Linked DNA regions of Mus musculus: region 2 is linked to region 1. A link is a contact called in public Micro-C data. All regions are on one chromosome and are shown on one strand. The core of a region is the stretch at or near the end of the contact, and the rest is flanking DNA. Distances in the headings are between cores, read along the strand shown. Region 1 holds the start of Dmrta2os (a long non-coding RNA gene). Region 2 holds the start of Dmbx1 (diencephalon/mesencephalon homeobox 1).

Region 1 (6,632 bases), core at 3,922-6,421:
ACTCCTGAAACCAAGGGAGCTTGCGGATCTTAGTTTCTCCTTCCACACAGCCTGGTTGGAGCAGCAACCTGGGTGGGGCGGTGGGAACTGGCGGACTGAGCTAGGCCTGGAGGGCTCAGGAAAGTTGGACTGGGCGGCGGCCGGGCCCCATAAGCCCCCACCCCCGTACCTCTCTTTTCTTAACTTGCTCCGTTCATTTAACCCCTCCACCTTCATTCTTTCCCCCGACTCATCTCTTTCTTGCCCGCATCTTTCTTTTCTCGCTCTCACCCCCTCCCTCCATCTCTTCGTCACCCTCACACTTTATAACCAAACAGCCGAACCCCCTTTCCAATTAAAGTGGAATTAGGCAACTCAATCAAATTAGTTCCCTATTAAAGCCCTTCTTTATTAAACCGTTTTCTTGTCCTGCTATTAAGTTTCACCGCCTGGCGGAACTCGAGCCGGCCCCAGAAGTTTACCTTGGGATGTCTCCGGGCCCAGTCTAGGGGAGGGGGCACCCTATTTCCTGGAGTGGAGGAGTGGCCCTGCGGAGAGCGGGAGGGAGGGATTTGAGGTCGGAGATGGGGGTCGGCAGAGGGGCAGCTAATTCGCGAGAGGTGCGCAGTGGCCTGGCCCGAAGGGGCGTCCTCCCCGCCACTCTCAGTGCACTGCATCTGGTGAAGGCGGCATTCTACGACACCGAATAACTCTCAGGACGCAGGTCCTGGCAAAAGAAGTGTCGCTGGTCGTCTCCCAGCCGCCCTGCCCAGCGCCCTGGACCCCAGAAATTCTCAAGAAGCCAAGAGTGAGATGTGCGTCCAGGACCGCAGCTAGGTCATCTGCTCGGGGGAAGAGCCCGGGGCCCGGCCTGCGGTGCAGGAACCTGCGCCAGGCCAGGCGACGCTCACCACGCCCTCACGTCACCTCAACAGCAGGTTCCCAGCCGCGCCCCCCACTGCGCGGTCCCAGGCGCCACCCCGCAGCTTCCTGTCTGGGTTCCTTCAGGGTCGGGGCACAGGCGCGATCCGTGACTTCGGGCCACCGCGGCCCCAGTGGGAAATTAAAGCTTTTCCTCCCAGCCGCCCGAGGAGCGGAACGGGATTCGAGCGTTACTTTATTTAGAAAATAACATTTATTTCTAGCTCATACCTATGCAAAGGAAAGCACAAAGTGAGCAGCTGTGCGCAGCGTCGCTCGCTGGCGAGTCCGGGAGCTTCTGGCTCACTCACCCGACGCTCTATTCGTGCTTCAGCGCAGCCTGGACCGCTTTGGAGAACAGCCGCAGGCCGGGGGACCAGGGGTCGGCAGGGTACCTCCCCAGAATACAGTAGATTTCAGCTATAAAACCCGATACGTACAATGTGCGAATAGTCTAATTTTTTTCCATTTTGTCCTTTTTTTGCTTTGATTTTTGAATGTTTTCCACGTTAATACCGAGGTCACCTACAGATTACAATTAATAACTTAGAATTCCATTTTATAACATTATACACTGGCTTGTATATATATGTATAGATTATATATAGATTTATACATATATAAAAACTCACACTGCACCAAGGAAACCCATGCTTATCGGCATAAGCAACAAAGAGAGCGACAAATACCGCAACGAGGAAAGTGCACCTTAGGACGTCTCTTTTTTTTTTTTTTTTTTACAGTTGATACTGATATATATGTGTCCCAAAGACTCGAGTCAGTGCCAAGAGATGTATACATCCTAAATTTATATTTGTTAGAGCGGATTTTTTAAAAACGAAAGGGGAACGGGTATTGGAGGACACACAAGAGGCTGGTCCATCCTGCCATCCACCTGAGCGCGTGTTGAGGAGGCGAGCGGAGCAGAGGGAGCAGCAGGGGTGGGCGAGGCCGCAGTCGCCCTCGGGGTTCTTAGGGATCCCCAGCCTCTTGACAACAAGGCGGGCAGGCCCGGGGGAAGGTGACCCGAAGCGGGGCGAGCACCCAGACCACAGGGCTCCTCTGGGGACACCTGCGCGGTCAGCCGAGGTGCTCCCACCCACCCACCCAAGCAAGTCCCTAAAGCCAACTGTGAGCGGAGGGCGCAGGGCAGGGCGAGGAGGGGCCTGCAGCTGGGGGAGCAGGCTAGGTCGCTGTTTCGGGGTGGCCGGGCTGCCTGGCCCCATACCCTACTGCTTCTCAGGGGTGCCGTTGACCATGGGCCCGTACAGCCCGCCCCCGTAGCCGGGCTCCTTGTGCACCGCAGCGGCGGCAGCGGCCGAGCGGTCGCGCATGAGGTCGCTGAAGGCGTAGTCCATGGGCGGCCGAAAACCGAGTGTGGGCACCAGGCCGGCCGTGGAGTAGGGCGCCATGAAGGCCAGGCCGCGGCTGTGGGCCGCCGCCGCCGAGTAGGCCAGGCGCAGGGGGCTCAGGCCGAGCGGCGCACCCAGAGGGTAGGCGCCCGCGTCGGCGCCGAAGTGGCTGGCATTGGGCTGCAGTGGCGAGAAGGCGGAGCGGCTGCTGAGCGAGCCCAGCGCGCCGGGCGTCATGGCCCCGGCCAGCAAGGGTCTGTGGTGCGGGGGCGCGGTGGGCCCGGTCTGCAGCGGAGCGGGCAACCCGGCTCCCCCGGCGGCTGCGGCCTCCACGCGCCCGGGCCACGCGTCCTCCACCGCCGCGCTCACCGCGGCCTTCTCCAGCGGTGCGGCGGGGCCCAGGCCAGCCGCCAGGCCTCCGCGGTGGTGGTTGAGCACCTGCTCGATGGCCTGCACCACGTCGCCGCCACAGCCCTGCAGCACCAGCTCCAGGACGCCTCTCCGGTGGCCCGGGAAGACGCGCGTCAAGATGTCCAGCGGCGTCCGCTGCCGCGGCCCCGGCCCGCCGCCCAGCCCCGGAGTCGGTGCGGCCTCGGCTTCTTCTTTGTCAGCCTCCGAACCCGATTCGGAACCCAGGGGGCTGGAGGAGCCGGGGCTGTCCTCCTCGCCGCCACCGCCGGCGCCCGCGCTCCCAGGACAGCTGCCACCCGCCTCCTTGGAGGCCCGGGCCAGAGGCGACCCGGAAAAGGACTCGCCGTCTCCGTTCTCCGAGCCTGAGCCGGGCCGCACCTCCGGGGACGAGGTCCGGGGACCTGAGTCCGCGCCGTCGGGCGACAAGGGCTTCCCTGGCGGCGGCTGCGGACTGTCGGGGCGGCCGGCCTGAAGCAGCGTCTTGGGAAACAGATCAAACTTCTGCAATTTGGCCTCTGAGAGGAGGGAAAAGACGGAGATGTGAGGAGAGGTTAAGAACACTGGACCCTTTTGAATGCCAGTTTCCTCTTGTTCCTCTCCACCTCCCAACTATTCTTGACAGGGCTCTGGTTTTATTTTTACCTCTTCCCAAAGATCCTACAGCTCTCCCCCTCCTCCTAGGCTCACGCTTCTTCTGTGCCCAGACACCCCCACCCCGACCTGACACCCTGAAAACTTGATGTTCAGTAAGCTCTTCCTACACTTGTGCCCTAACACCTCCACTCCCTTCCCATCTCACCCCGCCCTAGAGAAGTGGCTTTGTCAAGATTCCAATCCGAGCAAACAGAACTTCTACCTATACCTCAGAGTATGTGGAAGACACTACTCACTCAGGTTGCCAGAGCCTTAGGCACTTCAACCTGGAGAGAGGGATCCTTAGGGGACTAGGTCCTTAGCCTCTCTACAGACAAAATAAATTACATCCTATTTCTTGACCACATTTTTCAAAACTCCTAAGAAATGTCCTTCTTCCAAAGAGTCTGAGAGCCGGGACCGTCCCATTGCCCAACTGCCTCCCTCACCTTCGAGTCAAAAAAGTAGAGTAGACAGAGCAAGGGAAAGGGACCCGAGAAAGAGCAAAAAAAGTGCCAACTATGAGAAACCCGGCGTGCCTGAGAGAGAAACGGAGCCAGAGCGAGGGGAACGCAGAGAATGTTTTGTCAGAAATGCCTTAGGAACTGGAGGAAAGGAATCTTGCTGAGAAACGAAAGAGGGCGTCTCCAGTACTTAGGGAAGTAGTGCGGATTAGAAGGATTGCCAGGGTCTTTTCAGAAGAGTTGGGAAGAAAAGAGAGTGGTGGCCTGTAAGAAGCTCAGAGCAGAACAGATGGGCGGCTTCCGGGCTGCCAGGGGAGAAGGCCCAGCTAAATGAGTTGGGCAGTAACTAAGGACCTGCCCCCTAACAAGAGTAAGGCTAAAGTGTTGCCTTGGGGCCTGGGGTGAGGGCGAGGAAGAAAGTATAAAAACTGCAGGCAGGGCAGAGAGTTTATGAGTGGGTGGAGAGCCACAGTTAAGTAGTTGGAGCATCTAGGGAAGGGAGCTGCACTTTGTCAGGGAAGGAACAAGCCACTAGGCCTCGCGCACCAGCCCTGTGTCCCCTGGGCTCCTCCTTCCAGACCCCACCCCACCCCCAGTGTGACCGTGCTCTCACCTGCGCCCCCTGCGCCCCCTGCACTCCCCGCGGGCGCTCCAGCTCCAGGACCCCCGCCGTCGGTGGCGCAAACCGAGCCAAAGACTTCGTAGGCAGGCCGCGGGGGGATGATGCCGTTGGCGGCGGCCAGCGCCAGGCCCTCGGCAGTGCCGTACAGCAATTGCAACTCGCGCGCCTCGTTCTCCTCCTGCGCCTGCTGCCTGCGCAAGGCCACCTGAGCCGCCATGACGCGCTGGCGCTCGGCGATGAGCGTACACTTGGCGCACAGGCAGTCCTTCCAGCGGCAGTAGCGCTTGTGGCCCTTGAGCGCGGACACCACTCCGTGGTTGCGGCAGCGCGCGCACTTGGGGGTCCGCGGGTACTTCTCCGCTGCCCTCAACAGCAGCGGCGGCGCCCGCAGCAAGCCTCCGGCCACGCTCACTGGTAGCGATGCTGCGGCAGCTGCCGCCGCAGCCACCGACGCCACCGATGCCACGGGTGGTCCCGTCGCTGTCGCTGCTGCTGTCGCCGCACCGGGCACGCTGGGCAGCTCCGAGCGCAGCTCCATGGCTGGACCTAGCGTGGGGAAAGTGGGGATACCTGAGTCAGGGTAATACAGTCACTAGGCTTAAGCACGGCCTGCAGAAACCCATTTTGGGAAACTTTGGTTGTACAAGTTTAACTAAACTTGTGGCTGTCAAACTGCTGGGGAAACGAACTGGAAGCTCCCTGTAAACAAGTACGCCCCCACCCCCACCACTGACCTCTTATATCTGACTACACGTGTAAGATTTCGTTTGAATCAGTAGTTCCGCCAAGGGGAAAAAAACAAGACAACGTTTGGAAGTCATTGGTGCAGTTGAATGTAAAGAGGATTTGGAAAGAAAATATTATGCCCAAAGCTTAGGTTAATTGGGGTGAGTCGAGAAAAGAGAAATATTTGCCTGAAAGGGACTCAGATTACAGAGAAAACTTGGGACCAACAAGCGGATGTCAAAGGCAAAGCAAGAAAAAAAAAAAAAAAGGAGCAAAATGATCCCGTTTGGTGGACAGGTGAAGAGGAGAGAAATGTGCAGGCGGGGTGAGGAGGTGAACAGGTTGGGCTGGGGTCTTAATTGTAGCTTTCAATGTGGAAGCAGAGGAATTCGAGCAAAAAGGAACTGAAGAATTTTTTCCTGTTAGAAGTAGGGTAAGAACTAGAAGACAAAACTTGGAGGCAAAGTTCGGCTTATGGCCCTGGGATCACAGCCAAAAGAATTCTGCAAATACTGTGGTCTGAGCCTCTAAAGGGTTAGTTCTATTCCACAGAACTGAGTGTAGGAGAGCTGAGAAGAGAGAAAAGCCATCGGAAGAAACTTTCTTTGGACTGGCCACCCTAGCTCAAAGATTAGTTGAATAACAAGAAAAACGTCCAGAAACAGCTGACAAGGCGACCCGGACTGAGGTCCACCGAGAGGGACAGCGCTGCTTAGGAAAAAAATCTCCAGCAAAAGGTAGGGCGGGGATAGGGTGAAACCTGTGGCTTGGGGGTTAGACTTTTAGTCTGGAGTAGTCAGAGGAAAGCACATCTTCAGAAAAGTTAGACTTTGCAGGAGCCAGAGTCCTTTTGCTCAATGCCTCTTACCCAACCCCCACCCCTCCCAGTTTAGGAACTGAGTCCTCAGACACGCCCTCCTCATCCTGGGACCTCTTGGGACCCCGCTTGTGCGCAGGTTCCAGAGTGTTGGTCTCAGACCAGGGTTCTGGGACTTGCACAATCCAGCAGGCCTCAAAGGAGGCCAGGAAGTCGCCTCCAAAACTGACCCTGAAGGGACCCGAGAGTCTCACCTGCGCCGCAGCCGCAGAAGGCCCAGCAGGCCCTGCTCCTGGCTTCCGCCGCGGCCTCCACTCCCCGCCACGCAGCCCGGGTCCCCGCCAGAGCCGGGAGCCGCTCCTGGGGTCCGGGTCTGGGAATCCCAGAGCACCGTGTGCTCCGAGGCCTCTTCCCCCAGACCCTCAAGCACTCAATGCCCAAGGCCCGGCAGGGCCTGGGCCTCGCCCTCGGGGGCCACCGACCCGGTCGCCTCCCCTGCTCGGCTGCCGGCCCTCCCCTACCTGCCTCGAGCTCCGGGCTCCTCCTCTGTTGGCGCAGCACGCGTCGCCCAGCTCGGCTCGCGCCTCGGCTCTCTTGGCCTCGTCCCTCTGCCCCCGGCCCCTTCTCTGACCACGTCACCCTCCTTCAGCCACCATGTCCGAACTTCCGGACCCCTCTAGGAACACAGCAGTCCAACACCCCGGAGG
Region 2 (7,309 bases), core at 4,520-7,019, 6.0 Mb before region 1:
TTTCTCCATACCACTCAGTCTCAGAAGCTGATAGTTTGGGAAGCTACATTCATGAGAATGGATGGTGTGTGTGTGTGTGTGTGTGTGTGTGTGCATTAAAAGTGTGTGTTAAAGAATATTATCCTAGGTTTGCTCAGTCATGTTCATACATACATGTATCTGGTTTGATCTTTTCCAAGCCTCTGTGTATGCATAAAGGGATGTAGTTGGTCCGCAGTGCACACATGTGCAGGGTAACCCTGCATACGGTCAGAGGGAGACACTTGATACTTTCTGTTGGACATGTACCATCTTGGTTCTGTGTAGTCATGCAGACACAGTGGACTCATTCAGTCCCTTCACACAGATCCACCATTCACCTACAGAATCAGGCTGCTTTCAAGGTTTCCTGAATTCCTTGGAGAAATAGTCTTCAGTCTGAAATGACCAAATAGTTACTTCAGTAGATGTGAGGCTCAGTCAAACATGAACCTGCCATCCGTCTGTCTCTCCCAGCCCTCCTTACAAGTGAAGGGAAGTTGCTCAAGTGGGAAAGCTGGCCTCTTTGTCTTCTTTGCTTCCCAGAGGGGATGCTCCCAGAAATGAAGCCTAAACCTGGAAGGCCACATGCTTTTGCCTCATTCTGATGTGTGTACCAGGGCAGATCTCAGCATTTCTGTGAGCCTCTGTTCTCATAAAGTCCACCGGTTTCTCCTGGCACCATAGTCTCTTAGAGAAGGCCATTTGCTATCTTCCCAATGAGGGCATCCTCACAGAAGCCAGGACTCTCCCTACCTTCTACCTCTCTGACTTCTGCCTGAACGGCTCAGAAGTGTCTGCTCCATAGTCCCCACTTGGCATTAGATGGATGCGATTAGCTGCCACTCCACCATTCCCACAGGAGGTATTCTGGGGCAAAGTGGGCAGAGGAAACTTGGTACTCAAAAGTAGTACAGGGTACCCTTGCATGGAAATATATAGGGGTTTCGAACTCTTGTTGATGGAGGTTGAAGGAGTAAAGACAGACACATTTAGGGAGACTGATGGGTTTAAGAAGTTCCAGAGGAAGGGAGGGAATTCTGATCGTACGGGAGATCAGGTTGGGAGGCAGGGATGGGCAGGAGTTTCAGGGAGATTTGGAGAGCTCTGGAGGTGGGTGAGGTAGAGCAGGGAGCAGTTTAACCACGAAGGAAGACCACTGGCAACTGTGGGTGTGTGTGTGTGTGTGTGTGTGTGTGTGTGTGTGTGTGTGTGTGTGTTGAGGGGGTTATTTGGGATGGAAAAGCCTGGAGGACACAGGAGAATCTTTAGCACCAGGGGCAGTGGCTTGTCGAAGGGAGGGGACAGAGCAGGTAGCTGCCCCGCGCTGGGATTGGGAAGTGGGGGTGAAGGGGTAGGGAGGCCTGTTTAAGCGGCGGCCGCGCTAATAACCTGTCCAGGAGATGGCTCGTGGCAAATTGCTTTGTTAGTCTTGTCAGCGCGGCCAGGGCCGCCGTCAGCGCGCGCCATGGATCAAGATGATGAATCGCCGTGGATGGCGCAGATGCGGGCGGCCCGCGGCCGGGCCCGGGGGTTGGGGTGGGCTGTGGAGGGGGGCCGCAGGGGGCCCGGCCACCGCCATTAACTCCCGAATTAGCTCTAAGCCGCCCACCACCTAGCCACTGCCCTGGGGAGCGCGGGGCCGTAGGGGCGGGAGCGAGCCCGAGATACAGAGAGGCTGCTCGCGCTCGCTTGCACACCCTGAACCTGGACCCCAGCCTCCAGAATTCTGACTCCTCTGGATGCTCCTGGATTCCTTTGAATGCACCCCCCCCCCAGTGGGATAGAACCTCCAGTCAGCCGTGCGAGTCTGCCTCCGTTGTAGCCCTGTGTTAGGCTTTTTAGGGTAACCTTTGCTAACTAGCTACATCCCACGAACTACTCCCAACTACTCCAAACCCCCGATGTAGTGAGCAGATGGGATGGGAGGAGGTCTGAGCTGCAGTTCTCTTTCAGTGTGTGTGTGTGTGTGTGTGTGTGTGTGTGTGTGTGTGTGTGTTCGGATGGCCTGTGGGGGGAGCGGGTTTTTGAGGTTGTCGTTGCTACTCTACATCCAGGAGCCCAGAGATCGCAGATAAGAGTTTAGGGGGACTTGGGCCCCTCAATTTACTTCAACAAAGACACCTAGTATCCCTGGAGTCCTTGGAAACCTGTAGGGACTCACTTCTCCCAGTTCCTGAATGGTCTCATTCCTTGACCACCCCTTCTTGGTTTAATTTAGAAACATCCCCCATACATACATGTATACTTAAGCAGAACCTACATGTTCACATATGTATATATCGAAACACACTTTGTGTATAAATGGGTATATATTCATAATATACAACAGGTTAAAGAATTGAGCAAACACATAAGCAATGCAACACCTACTGTCTCCTCCCCACCCGACCCCTGAAGCCAGGTCACTTTGTTGGGGGTGGGTCCTAGTTTTTCCCGGCATTCCTTTCTCTTAAGCTCTTTGAAGGTGTCTCAGCCACAGCCTGGGGCAGGTGGGTGGGTGGGTGAGGAGGCTAAGAGGAGCAGACTTGGGAGGAAGGTCCTGAGCCATTTTTATTCCTCAGTTTCTGTCTAGACAGTGACATTTTTGAAGTGCCTTTGTTAACCCAGCAGGACCCCCCACATTGTGGCTTGCCAAGTTTCTCACTACTCCAGGTCTCCCTAAAAGGCGCAGCCCCCTTCCCCAGCCTTACTCTCTTTCCCTGAGTTTCTATCTGAGCAGTTGAGCTCATCTGGAATTTTGTATCTCCTCTTCCCAATCCACAATAAACTCAGGAGCCAGGACCTGGGCTACAATGTCTGTGGAAACCAGGGTGGAGGGTGGGAATGTGATGGAGTGACAGCAGCTCCCTCTGTCCTTGGTCTCCCCTTGTATGAAAGCCCTTTGAAGGTAAGTCTAGCCTGGCACTGTGGGCTTCTCCAGGTGTCTGGAATTTTGAGTTGCATGAGGCTTAGCTTGTTTAATGAGAATGATACTGGCTACTTAGCCACTGTAGTGGCTATTCCTGTTCCTGGTTGTCAACTTGACTCTATCTGGAATGAACTACAGCCCAGAATTGGAAGGTTCACCAGTGATCTTAATCTGGAGACTGGGAGATACAAGTTTCTGACCTGGATCTTGGCATGGAGATCTTGGGGCATAGTGGCTATGAATTCCAGAAGATTAAGACCGGGAGATCTCTAAATTCAAGGTCACCTGGGATTAAAGGCGTGGTGGCACACACATTTAATCTGGGTTACACCTTCTGCTGGAGGCCTGCATAAGGACACTGGAAGAAGGAAGATTGACTCTCTTTTCATCCACTGATTGCCTTGTGGGACTGAGCAACTGCTAGATCCTTGGACTTCCCTTCACAGCTGTTGCTGACCATTGTTGGGAGTTGGACTGCAGACTGTAAGTCACCAACAAATTCCTTTACTATATAGAGACTACCCATAAGTCCTGTGACTCTAGAGAACCCTGACTAACACAGACCTGGGATGACTGAACGGATGGAGGTCTTGGCAGCCTGGGGTAAGAAGAATAGGAAGGGGAATTGGAGTTTGTGGCAAACAGATCCTTCCAGAAGCAGGTGCCTGGTTGGGTCCTATGCTCATCACTTGCAGCCTGCAGCACGGAATCTGTGGTATCCTCAACCACTTTGTCCTCCTCAGCACAGAGCCATTACCCTTCAGCTTGCCCAGTGGTCCCCTGTTCTGTCCAAGGAGGGGAGCTAGGGCAGGGTGAGTATAGCTGGGTCACTGAATAAAGACAGAAGACACTTGCCTCACTAGAACAAGGTTTCTCATTGGATGGGGGAGGGGAAGTACTATTTCTGGCCTAATCAAGTAGTATGCACTTGTGCCCAGAGTTGTGTGACAGAATAAGTATATATGTGTGTGCAAAGCTCTATGGTTTTCTTCAGGATGATCTATGTGCGTGTGTGTGTGTGTGTGTGTGTGTGTGTGTGTGTGTGTGTGTGAAGGGCAGGTGGGTGGAGGTACAGTGGCAATCTTGATTACCTAAGCCAAAGAGGCAGGCCTTCACTCCCCTCCCTCTCCTTCTCTCCTCTCCCCTTCTGCACTAGTCCGAGATCCCTGAAGAGAAATTAAAAGGTTATTTAAAGCCCCCGCCTCCGCTTTTTTTGTCCCTTTAAATCGAGCCTAAACGGTTTTGCTTTGGCAGAAGAAATCTTTTCTGGAGCATTGAGGTGGGGGGTGGGGGATCCTGGTGGGAGAGAAGGGTCTAAGCAGCCTAATCCTCTTATGCCCCCCCTCCCTTTCTTTGGAGCCTCCTCCCCCTCCCCTCAGGCGCCCTGCCTCTAACTCTGGGTTGAAGATCGGTCCAACCTCTAAATCTGCTGGTGGCTCCCTCTGTTCCACCAAGGCCAACATTTCTGGCCCTCTCAACTCAGCCTGGGATTTAAAAATCTACTGTTAAGTATGGCAACCTCCGCCATGCCTTAACCCCCAAGAAAATAAACAGCCCACTTCCTCAGAGCTAGGCCAGAGAGTTTGCTTGTAGACCTGAGCAATGTCAGAACTAGGATCCAGCTGCCTGTCTGTCCAGACACCTGGATTACACTTGACCCGAAAAAATCACACAAGGCTTCTTTACCAACACACAAAGAAAATCCCACAGTTACACATGGACTGTGGTTACATGAGCACCAGTAACAAAGACACAACACATTCTAGTCCCAGCCACTGAGGCCAAAGACACCTTGCACAGAGTACTGACCACACAAGCATAGAACACACACCCTTCTCTCCAGGTACCACTGTCGTATAGACACAGCCTTCCAGGCTTCCACAGAGTCATGGCCACAGTAGCCAATCTTGCACTACAAGGTTCCCACATTAACGGGGACACCTGACCCCTTGGCACACACCTCAGACACACAAGGCCTTCTCTGGTTCCACAGCCTCCTGCATAACGACCTCTTCCTATGAATCAGTTGCACCTGGAAGGAGAAGGAGGCTGACAAGAACCTCAAACCCTATCCAGGGATTTTTCCGCTTTGTGAATCATTGCTCTCTCTCTCTCTCTCTCTCTCTCTCTCTCTCTCTCTCTCTCTCTCTCTTTCTCTTTCTCTCTCCCTCTCCCGCGGAGACAGAGACAGGTGCATGTGTGTTGTATGTGCACGAAGAAGTGAGTTCGGCAGACTCAGCCTCCCAACTCTCTCCAAGAGCATCCTGCTGTCGGAAGTTCCACCCTGTATGGGTTGAGCTTGGGTGGTGAGTACTGAGTGCAGGTTGTGTTCGTGCGGGTGTTGTGGTACCAGAAGTGTTTGTGTGTGTGTGTGTGTGTGTGTGTGTGTGCGCGCGCGCTTGCGCTTGCGGTTGCTTAAGCATGCAGTTGCCCAGTTCAACCTTGTTGTGACAGCTGGGGAGGGAGACAAAGCCCTCCTTAAGCCATCGCAGAGCACCCCAAGGTCAAGGGAGACCAGGTAGACCTAGGTGAAGGTTTCTCAGTACTCCTCAACTCCGTAGGGATTGACCTGCGGCTTTACCGCCCAAGATCCAGAGCCAGCAATGACGGAACGATATTCTCGGGGAAATGATGGACGCTGCCGGGGTCCCTAGTTCCTCTAAAGGTTTGACCCGGGCTGCCTAGGCCTTGAGCTGCGTAGATGTTCCAGAGGGGCTGGGCGGGGCCGGGGCGAGAGTGGCGTGTGATTGGCAGCCACAGGGGCCAGTAGGGAGCGCGCGGCCCCGCGCCTTGCGCCCGGGAAACGCGGTTTAAAACTCCAGCTCCAGCCCGGACGCGCGTAGATGGCAGCGGCAGCGGCGGCGCGGGCCAAGGAGACCAGGTGCGAGCGGGCGGGGCTGGCGGGGTGCAGCCAGGAGCGGCCTGGGACCCGGCGGGACTGGGAGGGCTCGGGCGGTCAGCTCCGGGGACCTTCTCCTCGTTTGCGGTCCTGTAGTCTGGGAGTCGGTGGGCGGATCGGAAAGTTTGAAGAGGGTGAGAGACTTGGAAGGCGACAGACACTTAAGCCTTAGGGGAGACGAGATCCGAGGCAGGAGGAGGGAGCTCCATGGGGAGAAAGAGGGAGCGGAGCGATCCCCAGGGTCGGACACGAAGCCAGGGCGACAGAAGGAAAGAACTAGAAATTCCGAGGCAGAAAGGAGGGCAAGTCGTGGGTAGAAAAGCGCTGAGGCGGAGACGGAAGCCTCGGCCGGCGAGACGCAGGCACCCGCAGAGAACGCTTCGGATCCGTCACGGTTTTGCCTCATTTGGAAGATATTACTTCGCCCCTGAAAAAAAATAAATACAAAAAAGGTTTGGATATTAAGCGGAGACAAATCCTTTTTCAGTTTGGAAGGGGGCGGCGGGTGGGGGGTGGGTAGTCAGGGTAATGCAGAGCAGATGCGCCCCGAGGCGTCACGCAGCCCGCGGCCCAGGCTGGAGAGGGGGCGCGGTCCTCCGCCCAGGTTCCTTGCCCGGGATCCCGCAGGGCCACCTACACCTCCCAGCGTCCCTATTCCCGAGTACCCCGCAATACTGGGATTTAGCTCAGAATTCATCCTTTCTGGCTACCTAGGGCTCCTTGTCTCCTGGGATTGCGACTTTACACGAATTATTTGGCCGGGGTGGTTTGGCGCTTAGCCTGCCTCTGCCCTCGTAGACACGACCTCAGGTTAGGATCTTTCAGGTGGGTTTTTGGTCCGCAACGGCCTTAGTTCTCTGGAATTCGTTTGGCCTCCCACGGCCTGTTTTGGCGTGGAGCTGGCGTGGAGCGGGCGAACTCCAGCAGGGAATTCAGGCTGGGGCGGCGTTTGGGAGGCAGGGATCAAAAAATGAAGGGCTCTGCCAGGGTCTCTCCTCTCTGGGCCTCTCATTCCGGTGGCCATAACCCATCTTGGACGGCGACAAGCTAGGGCCTCTAATGGACCTTTCTGGATCTTGGCTGAAGTTTCTTAAGTTCCCAGACCCTGATCAGGGGCCTCCAAGGCCCGGGCGGTGCCTTTAGAGCACTTAGGGGGAAAACATCTTCTTCCTCAAATTCCTATCAATCTGGGGACCAAATCCTGGTAGGGGGCTGAGGGCTCTCGGTGGTGCAGTTGTGTAGTGACTTGTCGGAGAAACCAAGGCTAGGCTCTGGGAGAATTGTATCTAGAGGCCGGGCCTTTCGCCTTTCCCTTTTTGGGAACATTCCAAAGCTGGGAATCCGCGGGGCCTCTAGTGTAGCCTCAGCGAGGGTTCTGCCTGGGGCGGTAGAAGGACTTTTTCGTTTTAGAAAAAAGCGGACGGACGGGAGGCCAGGGGTCTTCTGGACTAGTACTGGTTTTCTGTAGGCAACTTGGGTTT

The links. A called contact is a pair of places that touch in the nucleus more often than the background predicts.
Region 2: a Micro-C map of embryonic stem cells shows a contact between it and region 1, with 20 times the contacts expected there. The contact joins the promoter of Dmbx1 here to the promoter of Dmrta2os in region 1. A contact is called at or near these places in 3 of 39 promoter capture datasets (cranial neural crest, embryonic stem cells and maxillary cranial neural crest) and 12 of 484 Hi-C or Micro-C datasets (cortical neurons, embryonic stem cells, epiblasts and 3 more).

The regions. Positions count from the first base shown.
Region 1 is chr4:109,978,151-109,984,782 of GRCm38.p6, reverse strand. Dmrta2os (a long non-coding RNA gene) reads left to right here and starts at 5,171. Exons shown (of 4, transcript XR_868017.3): 1 at 5,171-5,845; 2 at 5,997-6,632. Dmrta2 (doublesex and mab-3 related transcription factor like family A2) reads right to left here. Exons shown (of 3, transcript NM_172296.2): 1 at 6,447-6,632; 2 at 4,374-4,928; 3 at 1,099-3,178. The coding sequence starts at 4,920. The coding sequence ends at 2,130.
Region 2 is chr4:115,938,386-115,945,694 of GRCm38.p6, reverse strand. Dmbx1 (diencephalon/mesencephalon homeobox 1) reads left to right here and starts at 5,769. Exons shown (of 5, transcript NM_001025567.1): 1 at 5,769-5,810.